Regions from separate parts of the Bombyx mori genome. Here region 1 is linked to region 2. Evidence: chromatin contacts called from public Hi-C data. All regions are on one chromosome and are shown on one strand. Each heading gives the region's core, a stretch centred on a gene start, on an enhancer-like site or on the middle of the called end of the contact. The rest is flanking DNA. Distances are from core to core; before and after follow the strand shown. Region 1 overlaps LOC101735537 (intermembrane lipid transfer protein VPS13D). Region 2 holds the start of LOC101746272 (selenoprotein M).

The links. A called contact is a pair of places that touch in the nucleus more often than the background predicts.
Region 1: a Hi-C map of whole pupa shows a contact between it and region 2, with 8 times the contacts expected there. The contact joins the enhancer-like site here to the promoter of LOC101746272 in region 2. A contact is called at or near these places in 2 of 7 Hi-C or Micro-C datasets (both in whole pupa).

Annotation. Positions count from the first base shown.
Region 1 is chr10:17,276,315-17,282,534 of ASM3026992v2, forward strand. It overlaps LOC101735537 (intermembrane lipid transfer protein VPS13D), which reads left to right. Exons shown (of 72, transcript XM_038013239.2): 22 at 101-242; 23 at 368-568; 24 at 846-1,017; 25 at 1,134-1,265; 26 at 4,254-4,416; 27 at 4,489-4,647; 28 at 5,132-5,296; 29 at 5,534-5,657; 30 at 6,017-6,153. Among protein-coding and RNA genes, the nearest start is that of LOC101735537, 15 kb to the left of the region's middle. Within about 2 kb of position 4,532, at least 3 of the 8 cell types and tissues checked have open chromatin away from gene starts, as enhancers often do.
Region 2 is chr10:17,215,217-17,221,928 of ASM3026992v2, forward strand. It overlaps LOC101746272 (selenoprotein M), which reads right to left and starts at 2,861. Exons shown (of 2, transcript XM_062670769.1): 1 at 2,277-2,861; 2 at 1,827-2,193. The coding sequence starts at 2,372. The coding sequence ends at 1,954. Nc (Nedd2-like caspase) reads left to right here and starts at 6,246. Exons shown (of 8, transcript NM_001195467.1): 1 at 6,246-6,567. The coding sequence starts at 6,436. LOC101735951 (stalled ribosome sensor GCN1) reads left to right here. Exons shown (of 39, transcript XM_038013250.2): 39 at 575-783. The coding sequence ends at 697.

The sequences.
Region 1 (6,220 bases), core at 3,282-5,781, 63 kb after region 2:
GGAAGCGAGTTTATTTTAGAGTAGAATAATAGGTGGCTGAAGTTAAGTTCGGAGAGTCATCGCGAGTGCAGGGCGCTTATATGTGTGTATCGATCTGTAGAGAGAAGTGCGCACAGAGATAACGTTTGACTTCCACCGGCTGGGCGTGCTGCTGCTGCGCGCCGCCCTGCACGACGGCGCCGTGGTGGCCAGGAAGATAGCCACCGCCACTCTCAGCGAGGCCAAGATACAAGCCACTTTAGGTAACTTAGTCAAATTGAATAAGCTGACCTGAAATGCGAGCTTTTATTTATTGCCTGTAAAAGTTGTGAAATTTTAATTCAATTATGAGCTTCAATCGGTTCAGTCCTTCCAATATAACGTACAGACGCGAGCCGCGTGTCCGTGGGCGGGTCCCTGGGCGGCGTGCAGGTGGTGTCGCTGTGCGAGCGCAGCGTGCACGCGCGCGTGCTGTCCGCCGGCCGCGCCCCCCCGCCGCCCGCCGCGCCCGCGCCCCCCGCGCCGCCCGCCCGCGCGCTGCTGTTCGACGTGGAGCGGTCGCTGGGCCCGCGAGCCGCCGACACGACAGGTAGCCCCCGGTCCCCCCGCATCTGTCAGTCTTGCCGTTTCAACTTGCTTTCATTCTGTTCGGTTAATATATTTATAAAGACCAAATCCGCCGCAAAGTTGAAATATAAACCGAATTTTCAGAACACAAGAATCCATTAAAATAGTAAATTGTAATTGATTATAATGTGTAAATGGCTTCAATGTAATTTCAAAAAAATTAATTGTTTGTTCCTCTGCACTATAAAATTCGTCCGTCGCGACGTCACTATATCGTACAAATGTTTGCATGCGTGGAGTGGTGGAGGTGCGCGTGAGCGTGCAGGTGGCGCGGGTGTGGTACACGCACTCCAACGCGCTGCTGCTGGAGCTGAGGTCGTGCCTCACGGAGTTCAAGCAGTACCTGTCCAACCTGGCGCGCTCCATCCGAGCCGCCGCCGCCGACATGGCCATAGGACTCGTGCACCCGAGGTAGGGGTCAAATTGTATATTTGTGGCAGGACTTGTGGCTTTGATTCCCACATCAGTCTGAGTGAAATCTGGTTTACATAATGAAACAATATTTTGCCACGTGTATTTTCTCTCAGAGGGGAGTCGTTGTATTCCAACCCGAAGCTGTCCCAGTCGACGGAGGGCGTGTCTCCGAGACGGCGCACCGCCAGCACCGGCACCTCGCTGGACGAGCCCCCAGACCTCACGTCCGACAGCGTCGTGCTGAGGTAGCCATTGTGGACTACAAACCATACAGTTGTCGGCGCTCCTCCAGATACTGCATCATTTGCATTTAATAATCGCGAGTTTGTTTGATTTTATATCGCGGTAACACTAAAGTTAGTGTGACACATCCGCCACTATTCTTTCACTAGTAGACATTGATCCAGTTAATGTTTATAGTCTAAGATCCCGCTGCAGGTTGGTGTGCTCATCGACTTTTTGTTTAAAACCAAATTTTTATATTTATTTATAATTAAGAGAATATACCTAGTCAGGTCATAAATTCTGTCACATGTTTAATGTAAAATAATTGAAACAAGTTTATTCATTATGTAACCATTCATATACCAAAATGAACTTAACAAAACATAGATTCTCATGACACTAAAGTTTATTCAAAATTACCTCCGTGATTTGGAATACAGGCCTTCAATCTGCGCGGCCAGTCGTCTATCGCAGCACGAACGAGGTCCATGTCAATATCGGCGGCTGCCTTAATCAAGGATGTCTTGAGTGACTGCAAATTGGGATGAGGCTTTGAGCACGCCTTTTCCTCCAAGTGTTGCCATATCTTGTAATCTAACGGATTCAAATATGGACTGGAGGAGGGCCAGTCTTCGTGCCGGATGAAGTCGATTTCCCGCGCCGCCAGCCAGTCTTGTGTGCTCTTCGCTCTATGAGCTGGCGCCGAATCTTGTTGGAATACCCAGTGCCTGTTATTGAACATGGTATGAGAAACTGGTTCCACAAGGTTCGTCAGGACTGTATTTTGATACACAACTGCATTCGTTTTTACACCTTTCTCACAAAAATGTACCTCTGTTAAGCCCCAATAAGAAACTCCCAACCATACCATGAGCGAGGATGGAAAATGACCTCGTTGGACACGCGGAATACGGTTGCTCGCTTCTTCACTACTGTGTGCGTACACCTTATCATTTTGTTTGTTGTAGCTCTCTTCTACGGTAAAAATTTTTTCATCCGAAAAAAGAATTTTCCGATATTTTTTTCCCGCGTACCGCTTCAACAAAGCGCGGCATCTCTTCAGTCTCAGGTCCATTAGACGAGCATTCAAACGATGTCCTGTTTTTCTTCGATATGCCCGAAGCCCTAAGTCTTCATTTAACACCCTTTTCACCGTGGTTCTGCTTAACCCCATCTGAAGGGCCAACAGTTTCTGCTTACGTTTGGGATTTATTTGAATTTGCGCCTTCACAGCTTTTATCACTGCTGGAGTCCTAACAGACCGAGGGCGACCACTTCTTGACCTGTCATCTACACTAGAGTCTTCATTGTATCGTTTGATGGTACGATAAACGAATCTTTTGGTTATATTCAAATTTTTCAGTATGTTAAAAATTTGAATTGGCGCGTAACCGCAACGATGCAACGCAATAACTGCAACACGGTCTTCTTTAAGCGTCCACTCCATAATTAAAAATGAGTAAAATTCTAAAAGTTTACATTTTTATTTTCATGAACAATTCGAAATTCGAATTCAATAAACTTTTTTGTGGCCAGCATTCTAAAAGAAAAGTTTTTACTCTGTGACAATACTTATGACCTGACTAGTTATATTTACTAGGGTGCCTATCAAAATTTGGCCGCCATTATTTTAATTAAATTATTTTTAATTGATTTTTGGTAAAAAATTTCGTTTATTTATCTTTTAAATAAAATAACGTCTACATCACTGTAATTAATATGAAGATTCTAAAAAATCACGGTTGCCGTTGCGCACCTGGCCGCACCTCTTTGCAGCCAGGTGTAAACAGGTATGATTTCGATAAATTTATACGTTTATAACCTATTTTCATTAATTATATGTGAAATTGAAGCTAATTTTTTTCTATTAATTATCATATAAAGTTGCTTAATTAAATCTGGCCGCAAATACGGGTTACTGGCTGTTAAAGATAATAAATATTTAAGGTAGAGTGAAAGAGAGTTAGCGCGTAACATCATTTGTCAGACGAGGACAGCGATTGCCGGCTGTGCGACGCTTTTGCGACGCTTTAAAAAAACATTTAATATCATTAATATCTAATAGAGATATAATATTTTAGTTTGAATCATTCAAATAATTTGTAATTGGATTATTGCTTCATCAAAATGTTAAAAAAAGTCACCCTCTAAAAAATAAGGAGTTAGACAAATTGCTAACTAGACCGTCGATATATCAAATCAATATTAATTTTTTGTTGCAATTTAGAAATTTGTCATTTTGAAAAAAATTACATATTTTTTGGAGTATTTATTATAAGTCGTCTCTATTACTCCCTGGTGGTTGAGAACACTAACGTTCGACGCATGCGCAAAAGCGTCGCACAGCCGGCAATCGCTGTCCTCGTCTGACAAATGATGTTACGCGCTAACTCTCTTTCACTCTACCTTAAATATTTATTATCTTTAACAGCCAGTAACCCTTATTTGCGGCCAGATTTAATTAAGCAACTTTATATGATAATTAATAGAAAAAAATTAGCTTCAATTTCACATATAATTAATGAAAATAGGTTATAAACGTATAAATTTATCGAAATCATACCTGTTTACACCTGGCTGCAAAGAGGTGCGGCCAGGTGCGCAACGGCAACCGTGATTTTTTAGAATCTTCATATTAATTACCGTGATGTAAACGTTATTTTATTTAAAAAATAAATAAACGAAATTCTTTACCAAAAATCAATTAAAAATAATTTAATTAAAAATAATGGCTCCAAATTTTGATAGGCACCCTAGTAAATATATATTCTCTTAATTATAAATAAACATAAAAATTTGGTTTTAAAAAAAAGTCGATGAGCACACCAACCTGCAGCGAGATCTCGTACTATTATATTAATTATTAATACTCAAATTTTGTTGACGATTTTGTAATAAATAGAGTGATTCTGATAGTACGTAGTAGTACGTTAGAGTAGCAGTAATTGTGTAGATTCTATATGAGAGCAGTGCAGGAGTGCAGGAGTACAGGGCGTGGAGTGTTGCAGCGTGAGCGTGGAGCTGGAGTCGCCGGTGGTGGTGGTGCCGGTGTCGGCGGAGAGCAGCGCGGTGCTGGTGGCGCACCTGGGCCGGATGAGCCTCGCCAACCGGCCCGGCCCGCCCGCGCACACCGCCTACACCGTGCGCCTGCGAGACATCGCCCTGGCCACGGTACGGAGCCGCGCCCACTGCCCGCCGTGTCGCGCGGGCGTGAGTGTGATGCGATGTGTGGTTGGTTGGCAGCTGGACGTGGCCGAGAAGCTGAAGCACCGGCCGCTGACCGCCGAGAGCATGGAGGACACGTACGACGTGTCGGCCGGCAAGCCCGTGCTGCACGACACCGCGCTGCAGCTGACCCTGGACTACTGCGACAAGGAGCTCGACGGGGAAGTCGTCTACCAGGTACAGATGCAGCGCAACCTTACTCGAATGTCCAGCCTCCACAAAATATCAGTTTAATTTTTTTCAGTCTCACTCTCGTTCTCACGTATAGGCGTGTAGCGGCACTCACTTGCCGCTTGTGCTCTGTTCTGTACAGGCTCGGGTAATTGATTAACACATAGGACGTTGCCAGCTTGTTTGCTTTTCGAAATCTACTCCAATTGACTGCACGCTTGGCGTCGACTGCACCTCACCTCCATATTAACACGTTCGGAATACCTTCTTAAACATCATTTCTGCGCTGACTGTGGAAGCTCATATTAGTCATGCCCGTGATCCACGAAACCAGCGAGTGATTTTCATCGCCCTGAGCAAAAGGCTCGCGATATTCTTCGTGTTAGCATGTTTTAATTCTTCACAATAGAATTAAAGGCTCGTACAGCTGACGGCACCTTAACTAGCGGAATATCGCTATAGACAATTGAGGTATTGTGTCTGTGTGCAGTGTGAAGTGACCGGGAAAATAGTGGAGGGGCTGCAGCTGTCCGCCTGTCGCGAGCAGTACGAGCAGCTGCTGCAGGCGCTGTCCTCCGCGGCCGGGCCCCCCGCGCCGCCCCCCGCGCCGCCCCCCGCGCCCTCGCACCAGCCCCCCGCGCACGGACTGCACGACGTGAGCGACCCAGCTTTCATACTTCGTTTTATAATTAGTTTTAACTTACCAAATAAATCTTAGGTTGCTGTAGGGTGGGTACAAGCATCTAGTGTGTACAAACTACATATTTAAATAATAGTTAAAAAATAGTTTGTGTTCATCTCTGGTTAGCAGCATGCCAGCCGTCGGCTCTCGAAGGGTATTGCGTTCAACGGAACAAAACAGATGGTGATTTATTTTTGTATTGTTGCACAGGGCGGGTCGGTGGTGGAGGGCGCGGTCCCTACGCTGCGGCTGGACCCCGCGGTGCGCGCGGCGGTGCTGGCCGTGCCGCGCCCCGCCAGCGCGCCGCCCGCACCGCACTTCATCCCGCTCATCGGTGATTACTTCATGCGATTCAACCTTTTTTTTTCATTTTCATTCATCAAAATTATTTGTTTATTAAACAGTCGAACCTGGATAACGAAGTTACAGGGACCGTAAAATCTTCGCTTTTGGAGATTTCGCACTATTGTTAATTCGTAAATTTTATCGAATATGTTTATTAAAATACCAGCCCGACGTTCATTCTTAAACATAACTTTCCTAAATAAAATAAGTCGCCCACGTGCGTCTCAGCTTTCATTGAGTCAGTGGACGAATAATCAGAAAAGGAGTCATCATAAAATAAGAAAATGTCTAAAAGCGAACATGTCTTGTGTTTAAACAAATAAATATATGTGTCCCGTGGTGGTGCAGTCCGCGCGGAGGTGCCGGCGCTGAGCGTGCGGCTGCGCGCCGACGTGGGGGAGGGGGAGCGCAGCCTGGTGGAGCTGTCCGTGCAGCAGCTCGCGCTGCACTACCGCCGCGCGCGCCCGCACCACACCGCGCTGCAGGTGCGCCTGTACTCACTAGATCTGTATCAAATACTAAGGTTACATAGAATGGCATATGACGTCACTG
Region 2 (6,712 bases), core at 1,611-4,110:
AGGACGGGATTCATAAAATGTATATCTGTGAATGAAACAAAAGACAATCATAAGTGAACTGTTAAAAAAAAGAAATTTGCTATCACTCTCTCCAGTTACAAAGCTTAAAAACCTGAGTGATAACGTTTTATAAAGATTATATCCGATTATCATAAGATGTATATAATGTAAAGTAAATGTGATGGGCTAATCAATTAATCTAATCGATTAGATAATAATGTTCGACAATTACTATAACAGGAATTCATAGAATTATTTAGGTGTGACGATAATTCTCGGTACTAGGGACATAAAGTTGGGTATCCACGTTTTTTCATTTTTCTAATTTAATGTTTCTAATCTAAAGAGGTAAAAGCTATTTTGCAAACAGTATACTTATCGACCACATGAAAGTTGGCTTACCCGTGTACTCATAGAGAAAACCTGTATTTCGCCAGTTTCTATATTATTATATAATTTATAAACGGAGGCTCTGCATCTACTTCAGCCACATGATGCTGATCACTTCTGATAGTTTCGAAAGTACGGTGTTAGGTATATCCAGAATGTAAACTACAAATGTGCATGGTTACAGCGATGCGTGTCGTTCCTGGAGGAAGGCGCCCGTGAAGCTCTGTCTGATGTAGTAGCGAGAGTATTGCGTCGACCTCAACCCGACGGACGAGATGAGGACCTGGACTGTACGCTCATCACCTGAGCGCAGGCATCATATTTTAATGAACTAATGTAATAAAATAATTGTCTAATTAAATAGGTTTCGTATTAAAAAAATCAATACCTTTTAATTATTTTTTTTTAATGAACAAGCTCATGACCTACCTGTTACAAAATAGTTACTGGATTTGTCCTCTTGGTATAAATTAATTAACATTTACTTAAGCCTATAATAATAGACGAATTTAATTATTTATACAATAAAAATGTGTTATTTATTGTAAAATACACCTCGAGTATTGGGTACAGACATGATGGAAAACAAAATACACATAAAACAAACCAAAAAAGATAAAGGGTCCTTAGCTAAATTTTAGTGCTTAAATTAATTCTTATTGAAGTTATACGTCTTTAGGCGCGTTATGAAAAATTGATGAGAGTGAAATTTTACGATGCGCGCGTACCGTGACACAAAATTAACAGAATGAAGTTGCCCACTAAATCGCTCATTACAATACGACCGACGTAACTTGGCGAGACTGAATATAGCCGCAGGTGAACTTTCCGAACCGTACCGAGAATTACCGAATTTATACGACGTCAAGAAAAGGGATGTCCAATATGCGTGTTTGAGGATGTTGTTTAATCGATTTTTTTTCAAATTGATTAAAAATTAAATATAAAAAAACGAAATAAATTTAATAAAAATAAAGTATAACTTCTTACGCGCGTACATATGTACACGCACCCTTTTTTTATATAATTTGACAAAACGTAGTACACACCATAATATTATCTGACTAATTATTAAACATATTTGATCTATGACTAACTTTTCATAAAAGGGCAGTTTATTCTCCATTGCATGTAGTCATCATAGTTTTCTTTTTTTACTTTTTTATAACAGGCCACAAACTTTTCATTATCTAGTCTTGGGAGTACTGGATCTTGACATAGGACAGTATAGTAGGCATAATTGAGAGGTTAATTTTATAAAATAACAAAAGTAACACAGAAAACCTGGAGACGACTAACAGTAGCTCAATTCTCAGTATTCATTACTGATTACTTGCACTTTAATAATGTGAAGAATAACATACAAACCAAATTAAAAGTAAATATAAACAATGAAGAGGAAGCCATAAGGATAGAGAAAAATAAATATATCAAAATAATATTTATAATTTTATTCAAGTCACCACCGAAGTACAATTGTTGTTTAATATTTGTGACATTTGTATAAAACATAAGTACCTATTTCTATGAGTGGAATGTACAGTACCGTATACACTAAGTAGTTTATAAGTCAGATTTTTTATTATTCGAGAATCCTTTGCTCTGTATAAGTTCATTGCACTGTTCCTGATTGAGATGAGATAAAGGTAGTCTCTCGAGCTCATGGTCTCCCTCTCCGAGGAGGACTAGCTCTGGTGGTGCGCCAGAAATGAATTTCACTTCGACACGATCGTAGTTAGGAGCATCATCCATCACAAATCGTTTTACTTCTGGAAGACGATTCAATGAGCACCCTCGACAACTCTGAAAACATAGAATCACATGTAGGTGCTTAAATTTCTAGTTAGTTTCAATAAATTTGAAAATAATAGATAAATATTATAAACCTCAATTCGGGCGGATACAATGTCCGATAATTCATATTCCGAAGATAAAGCGACAACTGCACAAAATATTACAACTGATAAAAGTGTGATCTTCATCCTGAACAAAAATTTACACTTAAGCAATTGAACAACAAACTAGTATTTTAGCGGAGAAAAGCATACAATTTCTCGAATATAATAAGTGTATAATATATTGATACAATCGTCGTAATAATTTTCGGACACCCAATTTCTTTGCGAAATGTCAAAAAACCGCAAGCTGTAACAGCAGAGAATAAGTTTTTTTTGGGATTTTATGACCTGGTAACTAACACCCTTAAGTCACCTCTTGTTTTAATTTATATTCTTATTTTTATAAAAAATTATAATTTGAAGTGAAATGAAATGAAGTGAAGATGATTAATTTGAGATATTAATCAACTGGGATGAAATTAAATGAAATGAGATGAGATATAATCTCAAATGAATATAATCTCAGTAAAATGGTGGTTATTTACTGCGATTTTTTCAGTGGACTTTTTAGAGGATCCCGAGAAGTAACGTCAAGCGGTTTTATTTTATTTTTCCACATTTGTGCACTTTCACAGATATTAAACAGACATAAAACAAATCACACAACTTCACTCCTCACGTTCCCGCCAAAAAGTCCACGGAGAATAGGTAGGTTTTTTTTTGGAGTTTATGGCCTGGTATCTAGATCTTTAGGCCAAGAACAAGTAGGTAGGAGCCTACAGCCATATATTATACACTTAATATCATTATCTGTATTATCTATGGAATACACTGGAAAAATATTTTATTGGCTAACAAAAAACATAACTTAGCTCATACAGCCTAATCTTTTGTAATCAAAACGAATACCGATAATTAAATGTAGGAAAATGAAATTAAAGGAAGTGAAGTAGCATGGCATCGTAGATGTTGGATGACCGGAAATGAGGAGCTTCTGCGTAGAATGGCGAGGAGTTACTGAGAGTTAGATGGATCTCCGCAGACCTAAAGATTCCAAATGATTCGTGAGTGAGAATGGGATTATCGACAAATCGAAGTCCTCTTTTGTATGAAGTCAAATGGCAGTAGCTGGTATTTGGGGCCCAAAGGTGAGGCTATAAAGCAAAAGTCTTTGATCAGGCGTGAAGCACCGCTTCACTCTGTTTAAGACTACCAGTATTTTGGACGTCGATTTGACTTTACCCTCTAAAGAAGTTACTTTTACAGGATACCGATCCAAACGTCGATCAGAAGCATCCCAATACTCGTGGAAGATTTTGGGGATACTCCTTAATTGACAGAAATAAGGACAAATAAGTAAATTAATAAAATAAAAAAAACTACAACAGCGCTGACCTGGAAGGCGATGCTAGACTTCTGCGAGTCCACCATATCGCAGAAGGAGGTAGCGGAGAGCTCTTCCCTTTCCGCACCGATCCGTTGCCGTCGAACAGGGGGCCGGAGGAGAGATTACGCTCGCACATCCCGGCCACTGTAGGTGGCGGCTTCCCCCGGTGAAGGTCAAGGGGTTACCTGAGCGGGTCGAGAGCATTTCTAGCGCGTCGCCAAGGAAAAATATTTTCGAGATAAAAAAGAGCAACCGGTGGGTGGTGTATCGCCTACCGACCCAGCAGGCTGGTTCTGGTCTAGCGGGGCATTCCGGGACACCAGTGGCAGTGTCTAGGCGGCCTGACGGGCTGCCGTATCGAGACGGCTGACGTTTCAGAGCCTTCGAGACGAATCGAAGGCTCCGTCGGCCGAGCGTCATTGGGGTGAGCTGTGCCGTTTGGTTGTAGTGTTGACCGCGGTAAGCCCCTTACCTTTTCCGTGTTCTGACCTCAGAGGGGATTAGTGCAGGGGATCGTTTAGTGGGCAGGGCAATGAAAACATCCCTGGCCCCGCGGTCTTACAGTCGCGGACCAGTCCCACATACCCCGCGCGCCCCATAGGCGCGGGTACCTCGTGGGAGGTTCGGCCGCCGCGGCGCCGGCCCGAAAAAAAAGCGCTAAAATGGAACCATTGGAAATTATGTAAAAAAAGCTTCCGCATCTGTCATTACCTTTTTTTTTTTTTGGTAGAGGGCTTTCACAGATATTAAGCAGTTAATAAACCACCGTTAATACACATTTAATCCTGAAGAAACACTAAATAGACAAAATAAGACAAATCACACAACTTCACACCTCGCGTTCGCGCCAAAAGTCCAGTTAAAGTACCATTTTTTTTTTAGAGATTTTATGACCTGGTAACTGAGACTTTTAAGTCATGTCTTATTTTACTTTATATTCTTAATTTTATGAAAAATGATAATATGGAGTGAAATGAAATGAAGATGATTAATTTGAGACATTAATCAACTGGGATGAAATTTAATGAAATGAAATGATATGGGATGAAATATAATCGCAGTAAAATGGTGGTCATTTACTGAGATTTTTTCAGTGGACTTTTTGAAGGAACCCGAGAAGTTACGTCCAGCAGCTTTGTTTCATTTTCCCACATTTGTGCACTTTCACAGATATTAAACAGTTAATAAACCACCATTATTACACATTTAAACCCGAAGAAACACTAAATAGACAAAATAAAACAAATCACACAACTTCACTCCTCGCGTTCCCGCCAAAAAGTCCAGTTAAAGTACCGTAAAATGGGGCGATTAGGGATAAATTCCAACTTTATGAGCAATTTTAAGGTAGTTGTTGATGTATATAATGCTATATCAGGATCAAAATGATTGAGTCTTGGGGGCATCTTTGTTGTCCAATTTAAAAATAAGCAACTAGCATTCCAGTTTAAGCAAAAAATGCAAAAATAGGTGTAATCCCTATTTACCCGAAAATTGCGGTTAATTGGGATGAAATGAGAAATTTGCTAGGGTTGGCACTACTTTTATTTTTATATATAGTTTTAATTAATTTATTTATTTAGTTGCACCAACAAAGTGATCATCAATAAAAAAAATTTAAAAACTGACAAAAGTACATGGCAGACATCACCTCAATTATAGGTGCAATCGACAGTGCTGATATTTCTATCTGGGTTAAGAGATTAGGTGTGTCGGTTATTCCATGGATTAATCAGATGAATACCCCCACTCTGAACAAATATTTAATATTTTATTAAGTATAACTTAGACATTTTTGTCCACCTTGAGATTTCATTGATCTTGTTACATGTCTCTGCAAAATCGGCTTACTTATATTAAATTGCTTATCTATTTCAACTAAAGACTTATTCCCAATTTCGCTTCGAATAAACCAGATTTTTAACAACAAATTTAAAAAAATATTGTTATAACTACATAGACAACCCTACAAACCTGTACCTATTTATACTTAGGTCGTTTCCATTTCACGTATTCTCATCCCAATTGACCCCTTTTTCGTTGTTATTTGTACCTAAGACGTCCCTAATATCCCCAAAAACAACAGATTTTTACATGTATTTTTATTTAATCAAATACATTAAAACCAATAACAACTGAGACTTACCTTTAATATATATGCTGGTTCAAACACTAAATAACGTTTATAAATCATAGTCGTCTTCTATTATTATCAAATAAATAAAAGAGAGCAAAGTTTCTAGCACTAAAATAATTACCACCACAGGAAGTTAATTTGAAACGCGATTTTTTATAAGTTAGCAGCTATTATCGTGCATATTCAGAGTTATTTTGTGAACTTTCAACATTCTACTATTAAACTACAAAAAATGGAAGATTTTGCAACGAATATAAAACTTATATTGAGCGTCGAAAGATTTTCCCGGTTTTTTCCCGATTCGCCTCTCAATCCCTAAACGCCCCATTTTACCGGTACCACCATACCACCTACCATAGATTATACACTTAATTTATTTGAGCTGTTCGGACGTGCAGAATTGTGTTTGTGAATTGTGTCATCCTGATAATATTACAAAAAGGTTCCTGCAGTTGTGACCTAATCAAAATATTGTCCTAAGAACGGGAACATTCCAGTCCTCATAACTAGAAGCTATGCCGGACACACATATCCTTGAAAGAATATGATAAAAATTTAAGCCTATTTGGAATGTAGTAAATTAAATTGTAATTAATTGTTAATAATTTAAATGTGGCTGTCTTCCTTCCCCATTTTCATCTGTAACTCAAACATAAAGTTAAATCCAACAAATTTAATGCAATATGCAAGAGGAGCACAAGAAAGCAATCCAGAGAAATTTCTCATCTCTGGTGGAGGGCACAGACTTAGATTCTATGGTGATGGCTCTCTATGAGAAGGGAGTGTTTTCCCAGCAAATGATAGAACCATACAGAGTGAGTTTATGTAAAATTATAATATTTTTATAAAAGTGAAGTGTTAGGTTAGCTAGTTAGCAATGTTTCTGTTCTTTCATGTGCTGAGTACAGAATCTAGTCTAGGAATGTGAAGCCTCGGAACTGATTGATATGTGCATACAAA